Regions from separate parts of the Ovis aries genome. Here region 2 is linked to region 1. Evidence: chromatin contacts called from public Hi-C data. All regions are on one chromosome and are shown on one strand. The core of a region is the stretch at or near the end of the contact, and the rest is flanking DNA. Distances in the headings are between cores, read along the strand shown. Region 1 overlaps KIF14 (kinesin family member 14). Region 2 holds the start of KIF14 (kinesin family member 14).

The links. Hi-C and Micro-C count contacts between places; a contact is called where the count stands out from the background.
Region 2: a Hi-C map of liver shows a contact between it and region 1, with 2.2 times the contacts expected there. The contact joins the promoter of KIF14 here to the enhancer-like site in region 1. A contact is called at or near these places in 3 of 16 Hi-C or Micro-C datasets (hypothalamus, liver and mixed tissues).

Annotation. Positions count from the first base shown.
Region 1 is chr12:78,656,022-78,659,110 of ARS-UI_Ramb_v3.0, forward strand. KIF14 (kinesin family member 14) reads right to left here. Exons shown (of 30, transcript XM_042229316.1): 24 at 2,523-2,747; 25 at 2,172-2,353; 26 at 279-437. Among named protein-coding and RNA genes, the nearest start is that of KIF14, 36 kb to the right of the region's middle. Within about 2 kb of position 1,785, at least 4 of the 54 cell types and tissues checked have an H3K27ac peak or open chromatin away from gene starts, as enhancers often do. A contact at or near this core is called in liver, where this site is marked.
Region 2 is chr12:78,691,600-78,694,781 of ARS-UI_Ramb_v3.0, forward strand. It overlaps KIF14 (kinesin family member 14), which reads right to left and starts at 1,842. Exons shown (of 30, transcript XM_042229316.1): 1 at 1,786-1,842.

The sequences.
Region 1 (3,089 bases), core at 535-3,034:
ACGTCATTATGAACACACGCTCCGAGTTGGCTGGCTGAGCACCCGCCCTCCAGAGCAGACGGGCACCATCAAGCCCAAGACCCAGAAGGCACGGGCAGGATCCCGAATCAACGGGCACGTTTATCCCCTCAGACTGTAACAGCTTCCATCTTCTGCTGAACTAGTAAGGCATGAGCAGCTCTGAAAAGTAAACGTTTCTCCTGCTTCATGGCCCCCTGACAGGAAACGCTGCTGCTCCGAGCTGAAGGCTGTCAGCATGAGTGAGCGCGGCCCACTACCTGCAGGCCCGGGGCCCCGTGAGCGCCGCTCTCCAGCAGATGCAGCCGGCCCCCAGTGAGGGCCACTGACCGCCCCACACACGCGACGGCTCGGCACACGGTTTGGATCACTTGCTTTTGAGCCTCTTTGACCATCGGTGAAATATCCGAAGAGCATCCCTGTAAGACAAAAATGGCCCAAGGTGTCAGGTACCTGAGATGACCAGGGGAGGGAAGGACAAGAAGAAGTGGTTCTGCGCCCGCTCCTACAGCAGCTGTGCTTCACGAGAGTCCGATCAGAGCCAGACAGTGTGCAGCCCAGTAGCCTCTGACAGTGAGGGCATGAGGAGGACACAGGCCGCCCCCAAACAGCTTCTGTACCAACAGACGAGCAGGCCGCAGCGAGCTGTGCGGGTTCCAGATCAGTGAAGGAAAGTTACATGGCTCAAAATAGCCTCGAGTTAAAACTCCCCTCCAGGTCCTCCCCACCATTCTATGGAAAACAAAGTACTCTGTCACCCAAAGGAAAAAAAAAAATGGACATTAAGGTTGATACGCCCAACTCCCAGCTGGTCCAGCCTCTGGCCGATCTCCAAAATTCCTTGCCCCAGCCGTTTAAGAGATAACTACTCCAAACAACCTTGGAGAGAACAGGCCTCCTTAAGACAGTGGCTTTCCACATATATGCCTATATATACCTACTCTTTCCTTGGGTTAATGCAGCAGCTCACTAATCTGACTGCTGCCCCTTCTCGCCTCACGAAAGGTGATCTGCTCTGTAAAGTACCGGTCTCATTCTTTTTCTGAATCTTGCCTTCTCTAACTCTACACCCTACAGTCAGTCAATAGAGTCCCTCCCAGTAGGCGCCTGACATGACAAAGTGTCCACTAGATGAGAGGACTGGGAAGGCCTGGGAGGCACCGGAGGATCTGGCCAACATCTAGAAGCTTCGCTGTCTCTCGGGGTTTCCGCTTAGGCCCCTGGGATGTGCGGGCCTTTCCCGGTGGAGGTCTGGGCATCGGAAGATTCAGGGCCTCTGCTCCCACTTCCCCTCCTCCATCCTCACTGGGCACGTGGCTGCTGGAATAAAAATGCAGGTCCCAGGGACCCTGGCCCTACATGTGATGACACTCTGGCCAAAGATGTGTGAATAGAAACGTCACATGACCATTTCCAGAAACCTCCTTGAATGAAGATCCCCAAGGCCCCAACCTTCTTTGTCCCCTCTCCCATCCCATGCACTGACCTCCCCTGCGGCCCTTCCATGGGATGGACACAGAGCCCAGGGCGCTGACACAGGGTGGACACGGAGCTCAGGCCAGCCACGGGCTGCACGGAAGGAAGCGGGGCCCCAAGGCAGCCAAGCCCACCTGCAGATGCTATGAGCGAAAAGAAGCTTCTATCTTACATCTTCCTACAGTCAAACCTCATCTAAGGGAAGAGGCAACAGAAATACTCTCTGCCCTGGGTCGGATCAGCAGGCTTGTGACTAACTCACCGCCTTTGACCAGAGCGAGGCCCCACCCCTCCCCCAGGCCCAGAGCAAGGCCCCGCCCCCTTTCCCAGCCTGGCTGTGGCCTGGGCGTCAGGAGCACTCTGGACTCAAGGCTATGGCCTGTCAGTGGAGAACACTGGACACATCCTCCCTGGCCTTCCCTTCCTTAGAGGAGACAGACCAGCGTGCACGTCTGGGGCTACAGCAAAAACTAGAGGAGTTACTACTCATAAACCGCACAGCACTGCCACAGCCTGGCCCACAGAAACCCCTGGCAGCTCTGGTTCATTAAGTCAATTGCTCAACACCCAGTCTCATGATTTCCCACAGAGGTCTGGGCCTGGGCGAGGCACAAACAGGAGGAAGTCAACAGACACTTGCTGAGCAGGAGTCCTAAGGGGACCCACGGCCCCGTTACCTGCAGAAACAGCTGCAAGCGGCTCCCCAGCGTCCTCACTTCCTGCCGCAGCTCGGCCAGCAGGGCCGCCCGGCCAGCCTCCAGGAGGACACCGCTCACCCAGGGTCCCGTCAGCACCGCAAGCTGCTCGAACGCGCTTGTCACCTGGACTGCGAGCGACTGGTTTGCTCGGTCAGTGAACACTTGGAAAGAAGAAGAAAAGTGATGAGCAGAAACGACCTCCCAGTAAAAGAGCTCACAGACGCTCGCCACGCAAACACGAGCGTCAGACAATGCACGGCAGAGGTGCCATGCCACTGAGGATGCGCAGGACACGGCGGTCCCCGCGGACAGGTCGGTGCGGACGCTTACAGCTACACTGACTGTCCTCGTCCTGCTCTTCGTGGGCTCTGGACACGGCCAGTACCCCGTCGTGGATTCTGAGGAAACTGCTCATCAGGCTGTCTGCCACGGTGCCTTCTTCATCATCACTCTGTCCAAGAAGCTCTAACGACGAGCCGATCAACTCTTTGCAAATGCCAGGAAGGAAGGGTTCCGCTGAGTCCAGGTAAACAGGGCTGGATTTCCCCACTAAGCCTGTGTCAACAGAAAAAGGCCATCCTGAGGCTCGTTTCCAGGGACAACGCTTGCAAACAAACGCATCAGAGCAAGCAACTGCACAGCACCGGGCATGCATTCCGAGCAGGCTACTCCCACTTCACGACAGCCTCCCTTCTCCACGGCAAGGGGGAGACAGCCCCGCAGAGGGGCTCAGCCAGCTTCCCAACAGTACCCATCCGTCACAGCCCAGCAGCTACGGAACCAGACAACAGGGAAACCACAGAGCCCGCGCAACCACTGACTTCATGCAACACCTAAGGAAGTGTGAACTGGTGAAAACAACGGTAGTCGCATAAAGCAAAACAACATAAACACAGT
Region 2 (3,182 bases), core at 592-3,091, 36 kb after region 1:
GTATTCAGCCTGCCCTCTAGCAGTCAGACAACAAAGTTGACAGGAATGTAAGCAAATACGTGTCAACAATATCTATCCAGTAGTCACGGAGAAGGCAGCGGCACCCCACTCCAGTACTCTTGCCTGGAAAACCCCATGGGCGGAGGAGCCTGGTAGGCTGCAGTCCATGGGGTCGCAGAGAGTGGGACACGACTGAGCGACTTAGCAGCAGCAGCAGCAGCAGTCATGTTTAGAAGAAAAGAGAACAGCAGACACAGCTGAGGTCTGACTTCCCGTCAACGCTGCATCCAACTGGTTATACTGACGTGAACAAGTCTTTAAATTTGCATGTCTGATTCTAACTTGCAAAATGACATCTGATGAAACTATTTCATTGTGAAGGCAAAGAAAGGAACCCTCATTTAAAACAGAGTGAGGGGTGGGAGTGCAGGGTATCTGAACAGGAGCTCTCATGTTTTATCCCTTGCTATATTCACAGACTCTACAGGAAGAAGCTACTTCACATCCCAGGGCAAAGAGGAAGAAAAGGTTTCATCCTCACCCAGCAACGGCCCAGTCAATGAAAAACTAGCAGCTCAGCCACTAGGAGGCCATCACCACCCAGGCTGTCCCTCTCCTCTGACCCGCTGTCATTGAATTCCCTCCTTTTCTCCACACAGGCAGGCCTCATCTGGCTTAGGGGCTTCGCTTTGTTGCCCCTTCTGCATTTTTGTTACAAACTGAATGTTTGTAGCAACCATGTGTCAACAAGTCAGTGCCATTTTCCCAAGTGAGCATCTGCTCTCTTCAGGTCTGCGTCCCAGCTCTGGAAATTCCCACACTTTAAACATTTCCATTAGATGCTACTGGTCAAGGCGATCTGTGGCCAGTGGAATTGATGTTAGTAGGAGGACTCCTGAAGGTTCTGATGATGGTTACCGTTTTTACCAACCAAGTATTCTAAATGAAGGCATATACATTGTTCTTTAGACATAATACTACTGCACACATAACAGGCTACCATATAGGACCATATAGGATCCTACCATATAGGATTCTTCAATGAAACAAAACGTTCAGGAGACTGGCGGCGCGGTCCCCCTGAGCGCACACAATCTGGGAGGCGGAACCAGCTGCCCCTCTCCTGGGGCTGGTCCCCACTTGAAGCTCGCCGTGAGTTGCAGCTCTCTACTGCTCCCACAGAGACTCGTCCTGCTAATACAGCAACTAACCGTCGTATTTTTAAAATCAACCCCAGAGATCATGACTCTGGAGGTACAAAACAACAGAGGTTCATTTTTAAGTAACCTGTGCAAGTTCTAAATCACTAACAATCATGCCAGGATCGAAGCATCTCCCATCACCTTCTAACTAAAAGCAGGCAATCTTTTAGTTAAAGATTTCCTGATACGGAAGTAAATACAGAAACAAGAAGAAACCGAGGACTTGACCCGCAGCTGAAAACCGGCTGCTATTTACAAGGAGCACGAAGCTCGGGGTCTGAGGAGGGGCGGGGGTACGCCCCGGGACACTGGAGGGAAGGGGTGCCCAGACCCCGGGGTGGGCTCTCAGCGGCCACCCCGCCGCCCGGCGGCCACGCGCCCGGAAGACGCCCTCCGAGGGGTCCGCGGCGGGGAGGGCGCGGCCCGATCCCGCCCCTGGCCCTCCCGGGAGAACCCCGGCCCGCCCCCCTTGGAGACCCTCGCACCCGGCCCCGGGGACCCCCGGCCCTCCCGGACTCCCGAGCTGTCCACCCACCCCACCCTCGCCCGCACCGACGCGCCGCGCCCGGACCACAGCCCCCACCTCGCAGGCTCCTGGCCTCCTCGCGCCGCTCACGCCTCCGCTGCCGCCCCGCGGTTTGAATACGCGCCCCGCCCTCTGATTGGCTGCCGGGCGCCGCGCACGCACGTCTTCCCGGAAACGCGCGCGCATCTCCTAGGCAACGGCCCCGCCCCCTGGGTTGGGCGCGCCGCGCAGGGACGCGGGCGGCCGGGGCGCGGACTGCGGGCTGGGGGCGCGCTCGAGGGGGCGGGGGCGCGGACTTCGAGCGGCGGGGGCGCGCTCGGGGTGCTTGGCGGAGGACGCGAACGTTGATGCCCTTGTCCAGCCCCGGAGCAAAATGAGCACCATCCGTCCGCGTCGCCCCCGGACCTCTCTGTGCAGAAATAACTGCGTGCCCCCTCGGTAGCCACAGCCATTCACGGTTTTCTAGGATTTCGAGTGCAAAGCCTAGTGATAGGAAGTGCGCTGAATGTCTTAGATGGAAGTTTTTCATTTAATCCTGAGTACCTTACCAGGTAAATATTAACATGATCCCCCAGGTTACCAATGAGGGGCTGAAGTTTACAATTAAACTTGTGAAAAATTAGACAGCTAGCTGGCGGTGCAACTAGAATTACAAGCCCACCCCGTGAGATACAACTCGGTTTCTAGAAAAATCCTAATAAGGTTTTGAAGCACGAAAAGATAAGTATACTTGCTGAAAACTAACCAGATGAACGAGACGAGCTCTAGTCGAAAAGATATTTTAAAGTAACTTTCTTAAATAGCGAAAAGTGCAGGTAAAGAAATTGGATTCAGCGGGATAGAAAGAGAAATTAGAAGGGACTCTGAATGCATAGAAAAATTGAATGTATAATAAAATGCTCGTTCTAAAACTCTCTCTAAAAATCATTCTAAAATTTATTGAAATTAAGTTATAGAGCAACCATCAGAAAAAAAGAATGTAGTATTTATCAGGTCTATGGGAAAATAATCAAGTCTAGAGAGCAAAAGAAGCTATGGCAAAGGAGAAGACCAACAAACACAAATACATAAAAATTCTAAACTCATACATAGTTCACAATAGTGAAAATAAAATGTAGTAAACTACAAAAATACATTAAATATGACAGAAGATATAAAGATACCTTTCAACATAACAAGTAAAAAAAGTTTATAAGTAGAAACGGATAGTTCAGTTCAGTTCAGTTGCTCAGTCATGTCCAACTCTTTGTGACCCCATGAACCACAACATGCCAGGCCTCCCTGTCCATTGCCAAATCCTGGAGCTTGCTCAAACTCATGTCCATTGAGTGGGTGATGCCATCCAACAATCTCATCCTCTGTCATCCCATTCTCCTCCTGCCTTCAATCTTTCCCAGCATCAGGGTCTTTTCCAATGAGTCTGTTCTTCACATCTGGCCAAAGTATTGGAGTTT